Linked DNA regions of Gossypium hirsutum: region 2 is linked to region 1. A link is a contact called in public Hi-C data. All regions are on one chromosome and are shown on one strand. Each heading gives the region's core, a stretch centred on a gene start, on an enhancer-like site or on the middle of the called end of the contact. The rest is flanking DNA. Distances are from core to core; before and after follow the strand shown.

The links. A called contact is a pair of places that touch in the nucleus more often than the background predicts.
Region 2: a Hi-C map of leaf shows a contact between it and region 1, with 1.7 times the contacts expected there. The contact joins the promoter of LOC107958836 here to the enhancer-like site in region 1. A contact is called at or near these places in 3 of 34 Hi-C or Micro-C datasets (all in leaf).

The regions. Positions count from the first base shown.
Region 1 is chrA05:3,383,249-3,388,213 of Gossypium_hirsutum_v2.1, reverse strand. No RefSeq gene overlaps it. Among protein-coding and RNA genes, the nearest start is that of LOC107958776, 7.1 kb to the right of the region's middle. Within about 2 kb of position 2,958, at least 9 of the 9 cell types and tissues checked have an H3K27ac peak or open chromatin away from gene starts, as enhancers often do. A contact at or near this core is called in leaf, where this site is marked.
Region 2 is chrA05:3,510,896-3,515,860 of Gossypium_hirsutum_v2.1, reverse strand. It overlaps LOC107958836 (pentatricopeptide repeat-containing protein At2g06000), which reads right to left and starts at 2,818. Exons shown (of 3, transcript XM_016894733.2): 1 at 611-2,818; 2 at 256-263; 3 at 1-173. The coding sequence starts at 2,481. The coding sequence ends at 730. LOC107958835 reads left to right here and starts at 3,523. Exons shown (of 2, transcript XM_016894731.2): 1 at 3,523-4,213; 2 at 4,560-4,965. The coding sequence starts at 3,888.

The DNA.
Region 1 (4,965 bases), core at 1,709-4,208:
TATTAACATTTTTCATCAAAACAGTTTTGGGAAGTAGCAATGGTCTGACTTTGAAAATTCACTAAAAATTTTATAAATTGAACTAGAGGATGAACAAAATATGAAATTAAAACTTATTGAGTCTAGTTTCTTATAGTAGAAACAGTGTAAGCAATTAATTGATGAATCAAGAGATATTTGAAATTTTGTAATACTGGTTTGGGGTGATTTCGAGATGCCCTGTTTTAACTTTGGAAAATCATTAAAAATTTTACAAAAATTATTATGGAGTGTAATTTATATATGTGAACTCCTTAATGAACCTAGTTTCAAAATAAATAAACAAGAACCTTATTCGAGTTCTGTACAATGAGATAATTTAGTTTTAGTAGAGAGAGGTCAGAACTGTCAAATGAAATAACAGGGGAGTATTTAACGAATAAACTGTATTAAATGGCTAGACCAAAAATTCTGGAAATTTTATGATTAGAAAATATATGAGTCTAGTTTTAAGGAAAATTTACGGATATTAATTTGGAGTTTCGTAGCTCAAGATATAAATAATTTAGTAACAATGACTCAAGTAGACAGCTTAATGGTGAAATTGTATATATACATTAAAAATGGTTAAATTTGCATGTTTAGGCTCATGAATTAAATTGAATCATGTTGTATTGATGATTATAAATTATTATTTTCGTAGCCAACAAAGAACCTGAAGCATCAGCATCGAAAGGAAAGGAGAAAGTCATCGAGTACTAAAACGGGAGAATTACGGTGTGTATTACTATAATTCGAATTTTAATTATTATTGATTGCTGAATTTTTTTATTGTTATGTATGGTAAGTAAGACTTGAGGTAAGTATGTGAAATTGATATGAATATTGAGTGAAAATGAAAGTGATGCAAATTGAATCAAATTGAATTGAATAAGTGAATTATGGAAGATGTAATTATTTGAAAAGCGTATTGATTGAAAAATGATTGGTGATTTGAATTGTGAATTGAAAGTGATATAGGATTGAGAAAGTGAACTGAATACCCTATTAGCTAGTCGGGCTGAGTCGGATATAGTTGGCATGCCATAGGATTGGAAGTGTTGAGGGATACTTCGACCTCGAGTCGATGAGACACTGGGTGTCACTATATTTCTTCGGATAGATTCGATGAGGTACTGGGTACCAACTTTACTTCGGCTAGGCCGATGAGACACTGGGTGTCAACTATTACTTCGAACTATCCGATGAGGCACTGGGTGCCATATTGGTGTGTTTGGTTGGATCCGTGTATCCGCCAAAGTCCGAGTTACGTTAATATGGTGAAAAATTGAAATGTGAATTTGAGGCATTGAAACGAGAAAAATAAATTGAATTACGAATTGAAATTGGAATTGTGATAATAAGAGAAAAGTATGAAATGTATATTCATAAGTGATATAAATTTAAGTTTGAGAAAATACATTGATTTATGAATTAGTACATATGACATTAATTGTTAGGTATTTTAATATTTATGTTTTTACTATTGTTGATATAATTTGAATTATGGTAATATCACTGAGTATATCCATACTCAGCGTACGGTTGTTTCCGTGCGCAGGTTAGTAGAAGTCAAGTGTCCCGGTTCAGCATCCAGAACATTCCCGACTCCAACACAAATTTGGTGATGTATATTTTTCTTTTGGGTAAAGGTGGCATGTACATAGGTGTTATATAGTCACTTGAATATGCATATTACTTTGGGTAGTGAAGGTTGAATTATAAGATTTAGATGGTTAAATGAAATGGTAAGAAAAGTATATGATATTTTGATACATGAACATTAAGTTGTTAAATGAATGAAGTTTTTAATCAATTTTGAATGATGCTATGATAGTTATTAAGTTGAAATTATGTTAATGATATAAATATTAGTTATATGAATGTGAAAAATTGGTGCTGGTTGTTTTAGTTTGAATTTGCAGAAGGTTTTAGGTAAAAATAAGCAGACCAAAATTTTTATAAAAAAAAAATTTAGAATATTCGAACAAGTTCCGTTCTACTTTTAACACGTGCTTGAACTTTGAGAGTTCAAGATAGGGACTCAATTATTATATTATACCATAAAAGTTATATTAATTGTAAATTATTAGTAAGTTGTCTGATATGTCCGGTAATGCCTCATAACCTCGTTCCGGTAACGGTTTGGGGTTAGGAGGTGTTACAGAGTTAGTCGGGAAAGTGGTTAAACTAGACATGAACACAGATAGTAGGTCACCGGGTCGCTTTGCTAGAATGGTAGTTTACGTCAATCTGGACAAACCTCTGGTTCCTCAAGTTCTGATCAATGGCCGAACGCAGAAGGTGGAGTACGAGTCATTATCAACCATCTGCTTTAATTGTGGGAGATATGGCCATGTAGATAATATGTGTCCTTTTAGAAATGTTGAGTCATCGACTGAGAAGGGTAATAAGTCGCCGGAGGTGAGTTCGGAAAATTCAAAATCAGCTAGAGAAGAATCGGAGAAGAAAGACGAGAGTTACGGGCCATGGATGATTGTAGGAAATTAAGACGGAGAGCAAGGGATAACGGCCAGAAGACTGCCAGATTTTATGGGAAAGATAAGGAAGGTTCCTGCATTACTGGGCATAATAATAGCAATTTTATGAAAGAAAATAATGAGGGAGACATTAGTGCTGTTCGAAACTCTAAAGGGAAAGAGATCATTAATGAAAATAATCAGGGTCATAAATCCGAGGCTAATCCCAATGGTCAATCTAATTTAATGGCAGCCAAGGCCAAATCAAACAAGTCTCTGGGAGTGGGTTCTAGTATGAACCCTGGGCTGAGTAATAAAAATAATACTGGGCTTGTTTTGAGACCGAGCCCGGTTCAAAATACCTATTTACAAATTTCAAAAGAACCCAACACGGATTTGGACCTGAGTGTTTCTACGGCCCGAGAGCAGTTAGAGCAGATCAGACGGGAGGGAATAGCCCAGACTTACCTTGCTGTTACTGAAATCGACGGGCGGCCTATTGCTGTGGAAGCTGCTTTCAGCACTTCTATCGACAGTAATTCGCACAAAGACCTAGGCGAAACTTCGATCCCTCTCCCTCCTATTAGAAATTTGAAAGGAAATGAGCCCAAAGTGGTGACGGTGGCTGTAGGGAATCTGGACTCCGATAAACATTCGGTGGTTACATTTTTAGAAAATAAAAGTGAAACCCACCGGAGAAGTGCATCTCATACAAACTTTCTTTCGATTTTGCCCTAGGAGGAGGCTACTGACTTTGGAAAAAAAGGCAAAATTAAAAGAACATATAACCTCAACAAGCATAGCAAAACTCTTCACGGCAGTAACACCCGGTTTAAAAACTCAGGCTCTCAGAAAGTATCGTTAAAAACATCCATGGAACAGCTTGCTGAAAATATTGCAATTTTCTTGAAAGAAAACTTGGATTTTGGAGCATTCACCAAAGCTGATAATAACCTTGGGGGTGTAAGTAACCCCGAACAGTAAGAGACTTTTGTTTCTTTTATGCAGTTTGTTTATTTTGAAATTATTTTTGGAATTTTATTTGTGCTTCTTACTTTTCTTTTTTTAATGGATTTAAATCTCAAAATTTTCTTATGGAATTGTCAAGGGTATGTTAACAGGAAATTTATTCGGGCCTTTCGGGAATATAAAGTTGAACACAATCCTGATATAGTTTGTTTGGTGGAACCTAGAGTGAGCGGTCAAAAAGCTAATTTTATTATTGAACAATTAGGGTTTAATTTTTCTCACTGGGTGGATTCTGTTGGTTTTTCAGGGGGTATTTTAGTGCTTTGGAAGGATTCGCTTCGAATTCGTATTATTAAAAATCACCCGCAATTTATTTCTTTAGGTGTTGATAATTTTATTCCTAATAAATAGTTTCTCATATTTTTTGTGTATGGAAGTCCAGATAGATCGAAGCGAATATCTCTATGGGAAGGATTAAAAGCTTTCTCCCCAACCCAGCCTATTCCTTGGCTAATTATGGGAGATTTCAATGCCATCTTGTCTCCTGAGGATAAGAAGAGCCCTTACACTATTGGTAAGCGATGTGTTTCTTTTGGAAAATTTGACTCTTGTGAATTGCAGGACATAGGATTTTGTGGGCCTCCCTTCACTTGGCAAAAGGGAAATACTTTTGTTAGATTGGACCGGGCTTTACCCGTATTAAGTCCGATCACCGACCTCTTTTATTATCTACTAATCTTGAGTTTAAGGTGGATAGTGGAAGACTGTTTAGATTTCTTGCTGGGTGGACGTTGCATAACACTTTTCCCAACTTTGTTAAAGAAAAGTGGAATTTATCAGGTAATATGGCTGTTTCTTTGAGTGAGTTCACTTCTTTTGTTAAAATTTGGAACAAGAATGTGTATGGTTTTTTGGGCACTCATAAACGGCTTCTCAAGAGAGAACTGTGCAACATCCAAAAGGCATTTGAACATTTCCCCTCTAGTCATTTAGCTAAAAAAGAGATGGATATTCGTGATGAGTTAGAAAATGTGTTGGAGCATGAGGATCTGTTGTGGAGGCAAAAAACTCGTTGCGATTGGCTTCAACTGGGGGATCGTAACACAAAGTTTTATCACAGTCGCACGATACTGAGAAGAAAATTCAATCGTATTACTTGTCTACGTTTGGATAATGGGGATTGGTGTTCTGACCAAGATGTTTTACAATCAAAGGCGGTTGAATTTTTCGAACAGCTTTATGGTGAGTCCTCTCCTTTTTTGAGTAGTAGACCGAATTTTGATTTCCCTAACCTCACTTTTACAGAGATTAAGTTTTTGGAAAAGGCTGTCACGAATGAGGAGATTAAAAAAGCGTTATTTGACATGGCGCCTTTGAAAGCATCTGGTAGTGATGGGTTTCACACTCATTTTTTCCAAAGTTAGTGGGATACCCTTGGAGAAGATGTGTGCATTTGGGCTAAAGATGTCTTTGCTGGATGTCCGATTGAATAAGAGCT
Region 2 (4,965 bases), core at 1,569-4,068, 130 kb before region 1:
CATGTTCCTTACTGAAAACACGAAATTGCTTTGTTTTCTCATTTGACATACAGAAGTGAAGGGACAAAGGGCCAACCTCCGTGGTACGTGCCACTCATCTAGCATCATGCCTGTTTTCTATAGCATTATCCAGCATTTGAAGCCAAAGAAAAATATTCATTGGTGATGGTCTCCTACCAAATTCAGATTTAAGATGTTGTTACACCCTCATATAATGTAAAGAGGCAATGGCAGAATACAAGGAAATATGCTTACTTGTTATCCTGCAAACTCATAGAAAAGAAAATTTGTGTTAAGAATAATCGTTGAAGAAAATAAATGCAACTTGACATCACTCTTCTCCTTTATCTATTAAAAATAGCATTTACTAGTTATATAGTTTGGAGCATGATTGAAGAAAGGGATTAGAACTCATATAATGAGTATAAATGTTATTTTTAACCTTATGGTACACTGGGGCAACTGAATCAATCGACTTGCTAGCTAAGACAAGTCACTTGGTTGGGAGAAAGAGAAAATCATTCAATTGTATTATTTATAAGTACGTTTTTTAAACAGCATGATCAAAAAGTTTATGACATGAACAAAAGAAAACAAAAAAGAGACTTACTTAATGGAAGGTCATTTGTGCTTCAAGCTGGATATGCTTAATTGGATACTTGATGCATGCTGTAGGCCCTTTTCAACATCTCTGGACCAGACTGAGTTCAATGATGCGGAGCTTTTCTCTTAAGCAGCAACAGGCACAACTCTGTTTATCCTCAAAGGAATATTGTTATCCAAAGATGATATTGTTGAAACACGGGAGGCTTCATTAGGCATCCCAGCCTTGAAAAGGCAAGATACCAAAGAATGCACGGCGAAATCATCAGGTACACAACCAACTGATAACATTTTATCGAAAATGCCAATTGCTTCAAGCATTCTTCCTTTCATACAATGCCCGATAATGAGAATAGTATATGTCACTTTATCAGGATAACATTTCTTCTCCTTCATTTCCACTACAATCAAATTGGCCTCGTCCAAATTCCCAGACTTGCAGAACCCGTCAATCACAGGGTTGAAGATAAACGGTTTCGGAACAATATTTGTACATGTCAACTCCTTCAAAAGTTCACGAGCCTCATGCAGTCTGTTTTCCTTGCATAGAGCATTGATAATAATAGAAAAAGTATAAACATTTGGAGATATATTTCTCACTTTCATTGTATTCCAAAGCTGCAAACTCCGGTTCACATCTCCATTGCGACAGTATCCGTCAATCAAGGAAGTAAAGGTTACAACATCAGCAATGCAACCAAAAGAAGCCATCTTCTCATACATGGATTTAGCAGAAAGCATATCTCCAACCTTGCCAAAGCCATCAATCAGAACATTAAAAGTGACGGCACTAGGCACCGTTCCTGAATTAATCATCTCATTAAGAAGAGCAGAAGCCTTCCCCATCTTACCCAACTTACAGTAACCGGATATGACTGATGTATAAGTCACAACATCTGGTGAACAATCATCTCTCAATCGAATTTCATTCAATAACTCGTGACCTCTATCTACCTCATTTGCCCTACATAGCCCACCTATAATGGTGTTATAGGTAAGAATATCAGGAAAACAACCAAAAATCCACATATCATTAAAAAACTCAAAAGCCTTGTCCACCTGCCGAGCTTTGCACAGGCCTAGAATTAGAATATTAAATGTCCAATTATCTGGGTTAAAGTTCAATCCTAGATTCTCTTTGTATAAGCTAACTGCCTCTTCTAGTTTATTTTGCTTAATCATCATATTCAACAAATTGTTTAGAGCAAAAATGTCGATCCCCACTTCATCGGACTGAATCTCAGCAAGCAACTTCTTTGCCATTCCAAAGTCACCTGCCCTCGCAAAAGACGAAATTATGAATCCTACAATAGTATCATCAGGCAAATGCCTGTCAATCCTCGCATAATCAAAAACTAATTTAGCCGACTCATGTAGACCCATATTACAAAGTGATCTCATAAGCAAAGTATAAGTCCAAAATGAATGAGTAATATTAAATTTAACTCTGCTGAACTCGAAAAACTTCAACCCTAATGCTGGATCGTTTAACCATTTAACAACTTGTAATTCAATTAACGGTGACAAATGCTTGCTCAAATAACCCAGAGAGCGATCACTCAAAGGTTGGGAATAAAGAAATAGAGTGCAAACAACCTTAACAAACCAAGCCTCGTGCTTTTGAACTACCTTTACATCTTTATAGCCTGGCGGGTGAGATCCTCCGTGAGATTGAATATGATACTGAGGAACGAAGAGCTTGGAGGCGGGTCGAACCCTTGAGGCACGAGTTGTGAATGAAAAAAGGGTCATATGTAACCCCACACCATATCTAGGCCTAATTAGATACTCAAAATTCTCTTCTTGGCAATGACCAAAATTTCTACTGGGAACCCCAGATTCAAAGTTGGGTTCTTGATAGAACTCCCTACCCTTCATGGAGATGGCGAGAAATCCAAATACGGTACCATAGCAAATCGATCCATAGCTCAAACTAAACGATAAAATATCTTACCAGAAAAAGATCCAAAACCCCAGATAAATCTCAAGCATTCAATAACTTAATTAGACCATTGGATGATCACTGAGCATTGAAACGATTGATATTGACAACCAAAAAATGGATAAACGAAAGCAATCTGAAATAAGAAAACAAGAAAATGGGGAAAAAAAGATCTTAGAACTGTTAGGTATATTGGGGGGATTTCGATGCTAGATGCAAAGGAACGGCAAAATTAGGGTTTTCAGCGTCGCTTGTGGGAAATGTAGCCCAGCTTTGTTAGAGGTCGCTGGCTCCCACTGCTCCATCCTAGCGAAACGAGACAATGGGTTCCAAAGTCTTGGGCTTTATGTCCAGAGCTTTAGATCCATTGAAGCTCAATTGGGCCAATGCTTAAGCCGAAGAAGAGTTTTTTATATTGGGCCTATTGGCTATAGGCCTATTAAAATATTTTTTTTCAATTTTCTAATTAAACTCGAAATTCGAAGATAACTGTCAATGAACAAACACAAAAAATCTCAATAATCAAGACCAAAGTATGACCGGCACGTGTCCCTTTAGTTGATCGCATGGTTGCCACGTTTTCTTTTGTTGCAGACTGTCACCAAATATATTTCGTATAAAAGAGTGAAAAGACAAATCCAAAATAAATTGTTTTTTTGCAATATATTTGGATAAAAGAAAACAGTAATTTCAATTATCACCTGATTTTCTCTGTTTTGTTTTATTATGATTAATTCTTAAATTTATAAATATCAAAATTTTATTAGAAAACGTGAAAGTCTTCCCTAATCAACGGCAAAAACCTTTTTCATATATTTCTTTGTTGTCTTAAAATTAAATACTCACTCATTCAACTGACAAAAATACGTTATCATCACTATCGACACAAATCTCAACATCGTGTGATCAAGTGTGAATCATAACCGAACACGTCAGGTAAAAGTCAATAAAAATCTAGAACAAACGCGAGTCATTGTATCCTGGCCTACAACATAGTCCTGCCTCCTTTCTTTCTTTCTTAATTCTTACAAAATCAAAGTATCTTTATCCAGAATTTCAGATAATCTTTTTTATTCATTTTTTTCTTTCTCAACAATTTCCGATAAAAAGAATTTCGTTTTTTTTTTATTCGGTTTTGAGTACTTAACTATTTAACTTTTTTTTTTCTGTAGAAAATTAAAGTAACTTCTTTTAGTTTTTATTTTTTTATTTTCTCTCTCTGTGTTATCAAGAATGGCGGAAATATCGCCATCTCCCATGTGCACTTCACCAGATATTATTATTAATACCCACTGGGTTTAAGTTCCCTTGCTTTTCTCTGCCCTTTTCATCTCCCTAAACGATGTCGCTTGTCTATGATAGGAATAATGAAAATAGTAGTTCAATGAGACGCTCGGGGTTTATCCACGGGATGCAGTGTATCTCCGTCTATGATTCGCCGGAGGAGAAAAGAGATGATAGGTTGCGGTTGCTTTCGACGGAGGAAGAGGAGGAAGAGAGAGACGATGATGAGTCGGGGTCTTGCAGTTCGTCGTCGATAGGAAGGAACAGCGATGATTCCGGTGGATCACCATCGGATGATGATGACTCACCGGAACCTGAAGTACAAAGCCAGCTTAAAGGACCTTTGGATACAATGGATGCTCTACAGGAGATTTTGCCTTTGAGGTAAACCACTTTTAACATTCAAAAAAAAAAAAAATTGGCTTGTTTTTTCTTTATGGGTTTTGATTTAAACTCGATTCCTCGTTGAAATTTGCAAGTAAATCTAGAGGAATAGCTAGGTTTTTGTTTGATAATTTCTTCAAAAAGGATGAAGTGGCTTTAACTTTTAATGAAAGGTCATGAATCATTTAAAGCGTATTAAAGTAGTGAAATGTGGGTTTGATAATAGTTACTCCTACTAACCATTGCTTGAAGAACAAGAAAATGGTGTCTTTTAATAAGATCTTGCATAGTTATTCTTATGGGTTCTTCAATCTGTTTTTTCTTTGCGGGTTTTGTTTGATTACAGAAAAGGCATATCCAAGTTTTATAATGGCAAATCAAAGTCCTTTACAAGTTTAGCCGATGCGGCTGCTGTTTCCTCTGTTAAAGATTTTGCAAAGCCTGAAGATCCCTACAATAGGAAACGCAAGAACTTATTAGCTCGCAGTTCTTCATTGGACAAGAAACCCAACAATCTTTTGGGAAACATTGGAACTAAAATATCAATGGCATCATCGCCGTCTAACTGCCTTCCACCTCTGCATCCACAGTGTAAAAAATCAACTACCATCATCAAACCATCATCATCATCATTAACTGCTCGACCAAAGCCTCCTTGCCGGTCTTATTCCTTGTCTGATCTACAGTTTGTTGCTGCTACAACTCCTAACATGGCCGGTTTGGCTGTTCACAGTGGTAATAAAGGCAACAAA